2 separate regions of the Mus musculus genome follow, and region 2 is linked to region 1. The links are chromatin contacts, called in public Hi-C maps. All regions are on one chromosome and are shown on one strand. Each heading gives the region's core, a stretch centred on a gene start, on an enhancer-like site or on the middle of the called end of the contact. The rest is flanking DNA. Distances are from core to core; before and after follow the strand shown. Region 1 overlaps Pgbd5 (piggyBac transposable element derived 5). Region 2 holds the start of Agt (angiotensinogen (serpin peptidase inhibitor, clade A, member 8)).

Region 1 (6,071 bases), core at 2,602-5,101:
TGTCTGGGCTAACACAACCCTCCCTACACACCACTGCGATAGTGTTATAGTGTGTTGTCATGTTACCCCATGCACACTGGCCGGCCGCCCATGCACCCAGCAGCCGCCCAAACAACGGATGCCACTCGCAGGCACACTGGCCACCCAGGCACCCACTGGCTGCCCACACATCTGACATCACCTGAATGCACATCAGTCTCCCAAACACCAGATGCCACTCACACGTACACCATCCACCCACGCCCCCCCCAGCTGCCCACGCCCCCCAGCTGCCCATGCCCCCCCAGCTGCCCACGACCCCCCAGCTGCCCACGCACCCCCAGCTGCCCATGCCCCCCCAGCCGCCCACACACTCACTTGCTGTACTTATCGTCATATCTGCAGATGTAGCTGAGGTGAGCCGCAAAGGCCTCCACGGCCAGAGGGCAGGGGATTTCCCCACTCCTCCTCTTGATGATGACGCCTGTGGGGGAGACAGGAGCTCAGTCCCCATCCAGGCTGCCCAGTTCCTGGGCGTGGGGCATGGTGGGACACTGGACCAGCACCGTCCATCACGTGCTTCAGCAGAGCGGTGGGTGTGAGGAGGCATCGGAGGCAGACAAGTGCACAGTTATCTGCTACCTAGACTTGGTGGCTTCGTGAGCACAGGGACAATGACACAGTCACAGGCACATGCAGATGCTCCCGGGACAGGCCTGAGGAGAAGTGAGGGGAAGAAGGCTTCTCTTTCCCCTCTATATTGGATGACTTGGTCAGGGGCTGGGGGAGGGTGGGAATAGCGGCAGTGTCTCTGGGCTGTTCACAGCGTGGGTGGGATCATGTCTCAGAGGAACAAGGAGGCCAGCCCTTCCACCCCAGGCCCAACACGCTCACACCTCTCAGGGGCTGCTCCATGACCCCTTAGTTGCTCATCTACCCAGAATGTTCCTCTACACACACCAAGGGAGCGCAGCCAACGGGCCCCCAGAGCCATGGCACAACTCATAACCAGCAGAGCCTGGGGACTAAAAGGGAACCCACAGGATCTCCCCATTTTATTGCACCAATGGCTACTGTCTGACGTCTGTCCTCTGGCCTGCTTGTGCACTGTCTGGATCCCCTCTGCAGGCCACAGGAACAAAGGTGTCCACAGGCACCCGGACATAGTTAGGGCTTCCCACTGTGCTGGCTAGCTTTATGTCAGACTACAGAGGCATACACCATGTGGAGAACATAAATACATACGTACACTGTACCACAGAAGCACATGTAGACCACACATGTAACATGACCATACATATACTGTCTGTCTGTCTGTCTGTCTGTCTATCTATCTATCTATCTATCTATCTATCTATCTATCTATCTATCGTGTGTGTGTGTGTGTGTGTGTGTAGTATATGTAGTGGTATATATACATATATACACATATATAAACACATAATATATATATACACTATATAGTGTATATATACATGTATCACACACATATATAAATACACACATGGTATGTGTATACACTATATATATATATATATGTATATATATATATATACACACATATATATGTGTGTGTGTGTGTATATACACACACATAGTATATAGTGGTATATATACACATATACACACACATACATATATATATAAACACACACATGGTATGTGTATACTATATATATATATATATACACACACACATACTATATAGCAATATATATATATACACACACACACATACTATATAGCAGTATATATATATATATATATATATATATATATACACACACACAGAGACATACAAACACACAACACATGGTATGTGTACACACTATATATATATATATATATATATATATATATGTATATATATATATGTACACATATACACATACTATATAGCAGTGTGTATATATATATATATATACACACACACATACATATAAACACATATAAACACATATAAACACACATATGGTATGTGTATACACACACTATATAGTGGTATATATATTCATATATACACATGTGTATGCATATATATATATATATAAAACACATGATATGTATATATACTACACACACACATATAAACACATATGGTATGTATATACACTATACACACACACAAACACACACACAATACGTAGTGGTATATATACATATATACACACATATATATAAACACACACATGATAAACACATGGTATGTGTATACACTATACACTACACACACACACACCGCACACATGGTACACCCCAGGAGCATGCATGTCACACACCCAGTATGCACATAGGAATGCAAGCCGTTCATGTGCACACCGCTTTGGAAGTGTCTGCAGATTCCTTTGCGATCCTCTCAATTTTTGTCTCAGCAGTTTAACAAGGTCTTAGCTGTCAGTTTCTTTAAATACAGACTCTGGGCTAATTAAGTCCCTCTACTCTGAGTCAATTTTAAATCCCTGGAAAATTAGCAAGGGCAACAGCAAGCTGCCTGGCAGCCAGGATCACACAGGCGCTTTGCTTCCAGGAGTCAGAGCTGATAAAATGATCCACAAACTCCACCCACAGCATAGCCTATTACCATGCCCAAAAAACAGAGCTATCACACCCCAACAGGATGATGAGACCAAGCCACCTGCCAATCAAGGCAAGCTAAGAGCTTCGTGCAGCTCCTACCTGCCCCTTCCCAGGATAGCACAACTATGAGGGACACAGACCGCATGAGGGCCCTCCATGCTTGTGCCCTGGGTGCCCCCCTTCCTGTACACTCACCTTTCTGCACAGGGGAGTAGGCGTTGGTCAGGAAGCGGAAGTGCCCCTTGTTGTACCAGCAGATCAGTGACATGTTGCCCTTTGTCCTGATCTGGTGCTGGCCCCGGGCGAGTGGGGTGGCAGGGTTGGTCAACATGGATGGAGGGAGACCTGTGCAGTCACTCTTCCTAGAGCTGAGGAGGCCACAGCAGTAGATCCCTGGAAGGAAAGATGCAAACTCTCACATGACCCACTGTCAGGGTGCCCCACCCACAATCGGGGAAGGAGGGCGAACCCTCAGAGGCAGCTGCTGAGGCCTTTCCCCACCCCTCTATAAGAGCACACCTGAAGGTCACTGAGGCCATAACTAATGCAAGCAATGGATTAATGCAACAATATGGCCCTTATCAACGGGGCTCTTCATTGGCCCTGTGGGGCAAAGCATCCTATCTGTGTCCATAAATGGAATTTGCTAAGGTGTCACATGTACATTAGGAATGGCCCACCGGTAAATAGCTGCGGTGATAAGGATGGTATGGCTGTGCCCAACAACACAGCCAGAGACCTCGGGATGGACACGCCCATCAGCTCTTGGGGCTCTTGTCACTGAAGACACGACATGTGGCATTCCACTGTGAAGAACTCAATGGCTCTAGATGCTTCTAAAAATTCATAGTGATATCATTTCTATATTGCCTAGCCTCAGAAAAGGCAAAATTCCATATCCAGTTACCCTCCTCCACCCAGCTCCTAGCTTGCTGAGCCAGGGAATGCCTTTCCCTGGGGATCTCAGAAGCAACTCTCCTAAATCCTCCTGGGGAAAGGTGCCCCAGAGGCCCAGGCCGTGTCCAACACTCATGCGGCTCTATAGATCTAAGACTGGAAACACACACACACACACACACACACACGAGCACATACTCCAACTCCCAGTGCTGAGAGCAAATCAAAAGGTGGACCCTCGCGTACATATGCACACACCATCAAGGGTTACACTTCTATGGACATGCCTCCGCAGACCATAGGTCTCAGACAGCAGGCCAACTCCCCACTGTGCTTCATGGAGGGCCAGACCTCCTCCAAAGCAGCTGTGTCACATGTCCTGCAGCTTCCCTTCCGTCCTCTGTCTGATCTCCTGCCAGGTTCTTGCCACAGATGGGCTGAGTCTGCCGGCACCACCCAGTGCAGAGGGCTATTCTTACCTAGACTGCAATGCTGGCTAGCTGGGGCAGCCTGTTCCCGCACTTCAACCAGGCTTCCCAGGCCCAGGATGTAAGCTGGGTCAATACAAGAGGGTTCAGTTTTAAGGCCTGATATCCACTGTGTTACAGAGCAAAATGTCTCAATTCTAGTAGCTTCTGTCTATGAGTGATGCTTTCTCAGCTGTCCCCAGCATAGCTTGGCATTTAGGTCTCTGCTTTTTACATCCAGCATCTCCCAAAGTCAAGGGAGGCTGATCCAGTCTGCAAAGAACAGCCAGCCTCTTGCTCCAGGAGCCCAGGACCTTTCTGAGGCCTGAAGGATCATCCCTGGCCACACGGGTCTCTGCCAGATGGGAAGGAGACTCACCAGCTACGGAGGATGACTCTGCTACTTTCTAGACCCTTTTTTATGAGAGGCTTTTCCTCCAGGCCATTTATGGCCAGAACCACACAGCAAAGTACACACAAAGGAATGCCCAGAAGACTGGCAGGGCTCTGTGCCACTGCTGTCACCTGACAGCGAGCCCAGGACTCACACACCACGAAAACACCAGAACCCAGACACACAGGGCAGCTGAGACGCTGTGAGCAATCTGTGCTAGCCGCTGTTCCTACCCTCCTCATTCTTTGGCCACTGCCCACCCCCCAGGAGCCGGCCATGCCAGGACGGCCGCTGGACAAACCTTGCTTCTCAAATTCTTCGAACAGATTGAGGCTGGTGATGCTGGGCCCTGTAAAGATGATATAGTTCTTTCCGGCCGCGTTCCGGCACAGGCTCCGGGCCACCATGCTGTGCAGCTGTGGCTTGTTCTTCAGAGCGTCCAGGCCATCTGGGCCACCACCTTCCTTTAGGTGGACGTAGATCTTGAACAGAAAGGCAGAGGGGTCAGAGTGCCAAGGGCAACAAGGACCACAGCCCGAGACCGCAGGAAACATGGGGTCAGAGGAAACCGCCTCACCCCACTATGTCATGAGCCTCGCAATGTCCTAGGTCACCACCACGGCTACCCAAAACCTGAGCAGCTCATGGTTTAGCCGGGAGGCTTCTGTCCGTGAGAGTATGAGCGGGAGAGGAGCAGTTAGTGATGGGAAAACTGGCAGTCAAATTTGATGCAAACCTGTTCCTAAGTCCGCACACGCGCGCGCACATGCGCACTCACACAAATAGAATCGAAGGGCACCTCAAGGGCTAGGCATGCTCTTGCATGCCTAGTGGGTATCACCCATGGGACAAAATGACTAGTCAACCCAAAGACAGGTAAGGCAGCCCTCGTCTGTCTCACTGCACCAGAGATGCAATAGAAGTCAGACACACTCTAAGGGCCAGAAGCAAAGAGGCCATGCTAGGCTTGGTAAGCAGTTCCTAACATACAGGCCATACCAGCTTCACAATTGCCACCAAACACGTGTATGTGGGAAGGACAATGGATTCAGGGGCAGACCAGACCTGCAGGTAGGGCGCCGATAGTCTCTCCTAAGGAGAGTAGAAGTTCCGGGGAATGTTCATACTTACATAGACAGATACCCAGCAGTGCCTGTCACATTCCTAGGCCTGTCCTGTTCTGCACAGCGAGCTCACATTGGTGTCATCTGATATGCACCAACGGTGCTCTCTGAGAAACTCCCAGAAGGAGCACATGGAAGACCCAGCTACTATGTCAGGTCCCATCCTGTCTGATGAGTTTGGCAGCTCACCTACCAAGCACCGGTGTCCTTAAGAATACAAAAGCCCAACTCTGTGTTCAGGTCAATGTACAGGGATGTGACTTAGCAACAAAGTCTTCAACAGAATGGGGGATAGATACTTCCTTCACTGGGAAGTGGTGCCGGACAACAAAGCCTCTGGGTTTAGCAATGGTTGGGAAGCTGGTGAGTCTGGCCTGCATGGGTCTTCTGTGATATGTAGCTGAACATGTTATTTGATTCTTTTGTTTGTTTGTTTTTTGTTTTTTTGTTTTTAAGATTTATTATTATATGTAAGTACACTGTAGCTGTCTTCAGATGCACCAGAAGAGGGCGTCAGATCTCATTACGGATGGTTGTGAGCCACCATGTGGTTGCTGGGACTTGAACTCAGGACCTTCAGAAGAGCAGTCGGTGCTCTTAACCACTGAGCCATCTCTCCAGCCCATGTTATTT
Region 2 (6,071 bases), core at 961-3,460, 190 kb after region 1:
GACTGTCTAGTGCTTCATCCTTTTGACACACACATCTGGCTTCACCCATCATTCTTAAAGAAAGTTTAGAGGTTTGGGAAAGCAGAGTAGAGAGCTCTGCCTGTACTCACTGGCCTTTCCTTGCTTTATAATCCAACACAGTAGGGTCAGGACCTGCCTCAGGTGCCCAGGCCACTGGATGAGCTGTGGGGGTGAACACAATGTTTCCTAGACTGCTGTTCCTATGAACGGCCTCTGTCCAGAAGGTAGTGCCATGGCTGCTGTCCCAGGAAACGCGTCACTACTGTCCTTAGGCACAAGTGACTGTTTGTTCTTAGCTGTAAGCTGCTGTCAGTCAAGTTCACCCTAAGTGTGATTGCAGCAAATCTTGAGGACATAGGAGATCTCACCCCCACACACACACTTCTATTCCCTCCCCACCAGCTGCCTCTCTGTGTCCCTGTCTTGTGGCTTCTCAGGGCTATGTTGCCTGTCCTGTCATTATCAGGGTGCATTCCAGTGCTGTCTTCTGTCAATAGTTCATCTTCACCACTCAAAGTCTACCTCAGGCTCCCCACACCTCTCTCTCACCTCCTCTGTACCTCATAGCCACCAGAAGCACCCTATATCCTGTATCGATGTATTTACTATGTGCCCCACTGGTCTGCCTCCCACAGGTACCTGAGTGCCACAGGTTAGCCCACCTTCCTAAGGTCATCCAGGGATAGCTGTAGAATCATCAGTGCCATTTGTACAGGAACAGACAAGTCTTGTGACCTGCACCAGGTCACACAGCTGGGACTCAGCCCTAACACTTGAATCCATGAGTGGCATCTAGACATGACACATATTGCCTCTTAAAAGAAATAAGGAACTGAGGAGCCTAGGGCAGGTTCAGCACGCAAGAACACGTTGTTGCATAAATATGAAAATCCGGGTTCTCGTCCCCTGACCCCTTGTGAAAGACCAGTCACAACCACATACTCCCCTAACTCCAGAGAGGTGGAGCGAGGAGACAGGATGATCTCCAGGGCTTCCTGGCTGCCAGTCTAGCCCCAGCTTCAGGAAGGGACCCTGTCTCAAGGGACTAAGGAGGACAGTAGCTGGCAGGACACCTGGTATCCTCCTCTAGTCTCTATCTGTGTTCATGGCTCCTATGTCTCCATGCTCCTCCCCTACACTTCATATATACACATACATACATACATACATACATACATACATACATACATACATACATATGTACATAAATACACACGTCATACACACATATGTCACATTCACATAAATACATATATACCTTGGGCTGGGTATGGTGATACAATCAAGAGGTTGAGGCAGACAGAATTTAGTGAGTTCTAGGACAACCAGAGCTACACAGTAAGACCCTGTCTTCCAAAAAAAAAAAAAAAAAAAGGGGCAGACATATCTCTGAATCTGAGGCCTGCACGCTTTACAGAGTGAGTTCTAGGACAGCAAAGACTACAACAGAGAAACCCTGTCTCAGAAACCAGAAGTAAATAAATAAATAATATGCACATACACAACACGGCACACACACACACACCACACTAAGAATAAAGAAGGAGCTAACTTTTCAAAGTACTTCCATGTTACTGGATGCTCCTAACTTATCCCCAGCCCTAGAGAACCTCAGAACTGTGATGAAGCCTGTTCACAGAGGGGTAAGTTGAGGCCCTACAGGACATGGTGAGGAGCCACAAGACACAGACCACAGCATTGAGCCTGGATAGAGATGTCACGTGACTTGTCCCTTCCTGCTTCTTGCAGTCTGAACAATGAAGCCTTGTTCTCCCTTCAGGCTGGAGGAGGTCCAGGGGACTTGGCCACCCTAGTGCTGACCCTGTGAGAGTCTCTCTGCTTTTGAGGACCCATCTGGACTCACAGGAGGCAAAAGGACCTGGCCATCCCCTAATGAAAGACCATCAGTTCCCAGTGAGCCCAGTTTGGTGACCCACAGGGGACAGTTTACCTGGACATCTAGCCTTTCGGAATAGGAGAAGCAGTCAGTGCTCACATCTCCTGAAGCGCCTGCTACCACAGACTTCTCACTCCAGAAAAAATGCCATCCAGCCCTTCCCAGTGTCTCTGCCCAGTCCCGGCCTCCTCTTCCCACCCACAGCTCAGCTCCTGCCTGGCCAGATCCCATGAAAGAACCAAGACAAGAGTGCTCTGCTTACCTTCAGCGCCAACCTAGACAAGCACAGCTATCCCCTGGTGAGCCAAGCAGGCTTATTTATACTCAAGGGGTGGAGATGGATCTATTCCTGGGCTACTCTGTACAGAGGCTGGGGGAGGACCCAGATCAGGGAACCATGAGAATCCAGGCTTGACCAAGATGGATCAGGGCCAGGGTGATGTTCCTCTGGGCCCCTTCCAGGAAGCCCTACTGGCAGATGAGCCTCATGCAAAAATAGGCTGGCCTTGGGTTACACATTTACCCCAGTTCCCTGGAGCCAGGACCACAGTCACAGGATTGAGTGGGTTGTGACAACCTGAAGCCAGCCATGCAGACCTTGGGATGAAAGCCCCCTCGTGATGCACTCGTAAGCCTCTCTGGGCATGCCAGGAAGGGGGCTCACTTGCAGGAGCTGAACCTCACGTCACCAGCTGCTCTCAGGGTGGACGACCTTGGACATTTGTAGTTACGTTAGTTGCCTGTTCTGTACAGGGGCTTCCAGTGGGCTGAGGACACACATCACCAGTAGGAAGCGCCTTCCGGAACTTCTAGCACACCTGATTAGGCTGGGAAATTCTGACTGTGGTAGAGCCATATTGAAACAAAATGTTCTGGGCTCATGGACGGAAAGCAGCAGTTTTGGAGGTTGGAGGTTTTGGAGCGCCTCCCTTGAGGGTGGAGAATGGTTGTGAAAGTTTAAGGGATGAGACTGGTGGACACCAGGGAAGGGTGGGATCTGAGAAGACAGCAGGAGTAGGCCTGGCAGACAGTCCCACCTGCAGGCTACCATGGGTGGCGACTAGCTTGCATCGCATCCACAACTTCAAGCAATCTCTTGGCCATGTGGACACAGGCACAACCTGCCTTCACCTAAAAGTGGCATGGGAGAGTAGAGGTGGAAAGAGAGAGTGGGCAGAGCAGTCGCTGGCTTAGAAGACAGATGCACCATGCAGGACTTGATGGTGTTTGAGATGGGCTCTGAAGAGCAACCTTCTCTGGGCACAGACATAAAATAACTACCAGAGATCTCAGTGGGAGACCAGCTGTAGGAGGCAGGGCTGTAGAGTGACGGTCTGCACTCGGGATTAAGGAAGAGGATGCCAGCAGCCCAAGGGGTATGCAGGGAGTAAGAGCTTAGGAAAGGCCAGTGGTGCACAGATTTCCCCGAGGAGTGTGTGGATGCCTTAGTAGCTTTGGGGTTCAGCAGGGAGCCCTGTGCTGAGGACACAAGAGTAGAGCTCATGAATATAGTGATAGAAAGATCTTTCCTCTCGGGCTCTGAGACCAGAAGACTGGATTCTTCAGCTCACTGAACATCTTTTTTGTCCTCTGTGAGATGTCCAGTAGATGAAGGCTACTGAGCGTGGTTAACCCTTGCTACTAAGGCTGTCTGAGCACAAGCCTCCTCTGTGGCAGTCTTTACTGGCTGGTCATCAGTCCATCCCAGTCCACACGGAGAACAGGCTCAGTTACTCCACCTGGAGCAAGTACCCCTGCAGCGGCAAGTCAGACAACAGGGCTCTTGGGCCAGGCTGGCTGTATAGACTCCGCCTGCTCTGAGGGGGTTAACTGACTGGCCTGAAGTCCCCCCCCCACGGCCCCCTGTTCCTTCACTATCTAGGAAAGAGTGTGAGAGAGATGCAGAGCTTCCTCCGTCTGCATCCTAGGGTCTCCATGGCTGGCTTCCCTCGCCACACAAGCATGTGCTAGCTCACACTAAGTCTTTCCCATTCCTCCACGGTGTCTTCCCAACCTCTTTATGACCAGGAATTTCCCTTAGCCTTGCATCCATCCACAAGTAGGATTATCCTTTGTCTTGTGTTCCCCAGTAGCCCCCTCAGAGCTGCCAGCCACCTGCCCCACACCATGCCTGGTTTATTGAGAGTGAACACAGGGCTTCGGCCATGCCAGGAAGTGTTCTACCCACTGAGCTACTCTTAATGGAGTCTATTCCAGAAACTATTTGTCAATAAAAATCCCTTGACAGCCACATAACATTCAAACTGAGTCCCATATTCAAAGTGACAGATGCTGGGGATGTCCTCAGGGTGCCTTGTGGGTCTTTTGACACACAAAATACTGTTTCCGTCAGAGCCGAATGAGGCCGCAGAGCAGACAGAAATTGGTTTCCTAACCCTTTCTCCACTCTAGCTCATTAGCATTCGCGCAGCCACAGATACAGCACAGGCTGCTGGTCCAAACTCCATGTGTGCCTTGGCACAGGTACTAGGAAAATCTACGGAAGGGTGCTTCTGCCCCAGTGTGAGTTTAGATAAACCATGGCCCTTCCTATGGAAAAATGTCATCACCCTCTTGCCAGCAGAGCTCCAAGCAATGGTCAAAGAGCTGTCCTGTGGGTCTGGCAGGCTGTCTCTTGCGAAAGCTGTGCTCTAGAAATAATATTTACTCAATGGTCAGTCCTTCTATGGAAAACATAGCAAAGAAATTTGGAAACACAAATAGTAGTGTCTTTCCACTAGCATCTCAGAAGTATTCACATATGGCTTTAATAAACAAAATACTCTCTAGGCTTCAGAAATATCTGTGAACAGAGGGTCTTTGACTTGTTTTGCTGCAGCCAAGAAAGAGAGGGGGCGAGGCAGAGTGGATACAGGGCATGGAGCAGGCTGCAACTTCAGTCCTAGGGAGAGAGAGCCAGGAGCCACCTCAAGTTCAAGGCCAGCCTGGGCCACAGAGTATAACTCTGTAAACAAGAAGAAGGAGGAGGAGGAGGAAGGGGAGGGGGAGGAGGAGGAAGGGGAGGGGGAGGAGGAGGGGGAGGAGGAGGAAGGGGAGGGGGAGGAGGAGGGGGAGGAAGAGGGGGAGGAGGAGGGGGAGGAGGAGGGGGAGGAGGAGGGGGAGGAGGAGGGGGAGGAGGAGAGGGCAAAGGCCATCACTGGAGGACTGCCAGGAAACTGTTTGCTGGGGCTCCTTAACTGCAATGGTTTATTTCTGAACTTCTGACCCCTAGTGTGCACATGCAGCCCCCCAACATCTCCCCCTCCAACATGTGTGCACTTCCTCATACACATGCACCTACACACACACATGTACCCCCCACATACATGTACCTACACACATGCCACCCCAACACACATATACCTCCACAATGCATGCATACACACACACACTTGCACACACACGCATCTCTAGGCACACATGCACCCCCCCACATGCACCTGCACACACACACACACATGCACCCCCCACATACATGTACCTACACACATGCCACCCCAACACATATATACCTCCACAATGCATGCATACACACACACACTTGCACATACACACACACATGCGCCCCACCCACACATGCACACACACACACCAAGTAAATTCTTAGGTTTTTGTTTTGTTTTGTTTTGTTTTGTTTTGTTTTAAAGAGCAAAGGTGACCTGAGGGACCCTCCCTCCCACTGTGCCCTTTGACACCTCTGCTTTCATCCAAAGTCACCCAAGCCAGAGCCTGGGGACCAGAGCGTCCTCTCACCCTCTGCCACCTCCAGGCAGCGACATTAACCCCTAGTGAATGCTGTCAGGTCAAGATAGGTACTAGATAAAATTTCTATTGAAGATGGGAGAGGAGCCCACTTCTCTTTTCATGAGGGGCTGACTGCGTGCAGTCTGTCATGATGGGACCTTTCTCCTGTAGGCATCCAAAAATCTCTTCAAGGACTAAGCAGGCTTAAACAGTTGTAGGAACCAGAAATGTTTGTTAGGGTCCTGGGCCATCTCTGGAGACACAGAGAGAGGGAGTTGGGGGCCACACTTCTGTGAGAGTCATCTCCCCCAAGGCACCAAGCCCTCCAGCAGGAGGGCCAGAAGCTTGCCCTGGCTCTGGATGAAGCCACCGAGCTACGGGCTCCTTCCTGTCTGAGATCTTAGCAGCC

Evidence for each region. A called contact is a pair of places that touch in the nucleus more often than the background predicts.
Region 2: a contact with region 1 is called in a Hi-C map of cerebellum, with 1.8 times the contacts expected there. The contact joins the promoter of Agt here to the enhancer-like site in region 1. A contact is called at or near these places in 5 of 39 promoter capture datasets (the 3T3-L1 cell line, embryonic stem cells, hippocampal neurons and 2 more), 1 of 15 datasets of contacts at CTCF or cohesin (embryonic stem cells), 9 of 484 Hi-C or Micro-C datasets (bone marrow-derived macrophages, cerebellar granule neurons, cerebellum and 3 more), 1 of 115 datasets of contacts at active chromatin or transcription factors (double positive thymocytes) and 2 of 9 other capture datasets (adipose tissue and embryonic stem cells).

The regions. Positions count from the first base shown.
Region 1 is chr8:124,371,495-124,377,565 of GRCm38.p6, forward strand. Pgbd5 (piggyBac transposable element derived 5) reads right to left here. Exons shown (of 7, transcript NM_171824.2): 4 at 4,616-4,796; 5 at 2,752-2,949; 6 at 358-463. Among named protein-coding and RNA genes, the nearest start is that of Pgbd5, 59 kb to the right of the region's middle. Within about 2 kb of position 3,852, at least 31 of the 459 cell types and tissues checked have an H3K27ac peak or open chromatin away from gene starts, as enhancers often do. A contact at or near this core is called in cerebellar granule neurons, cerebellum and cerebral cortex, where this site is marked.
Region 2 is chr8:124,567,496-124,573,566 of GRCm38.p6, forward strand. Agt (angiotensinogen (serpin peptidase inhibitor, clade A, member 8)) reads right to left here and starts at 2,211. Exons shown (of 5, transcript NM_007428.4): 1 at 2,181-2,211.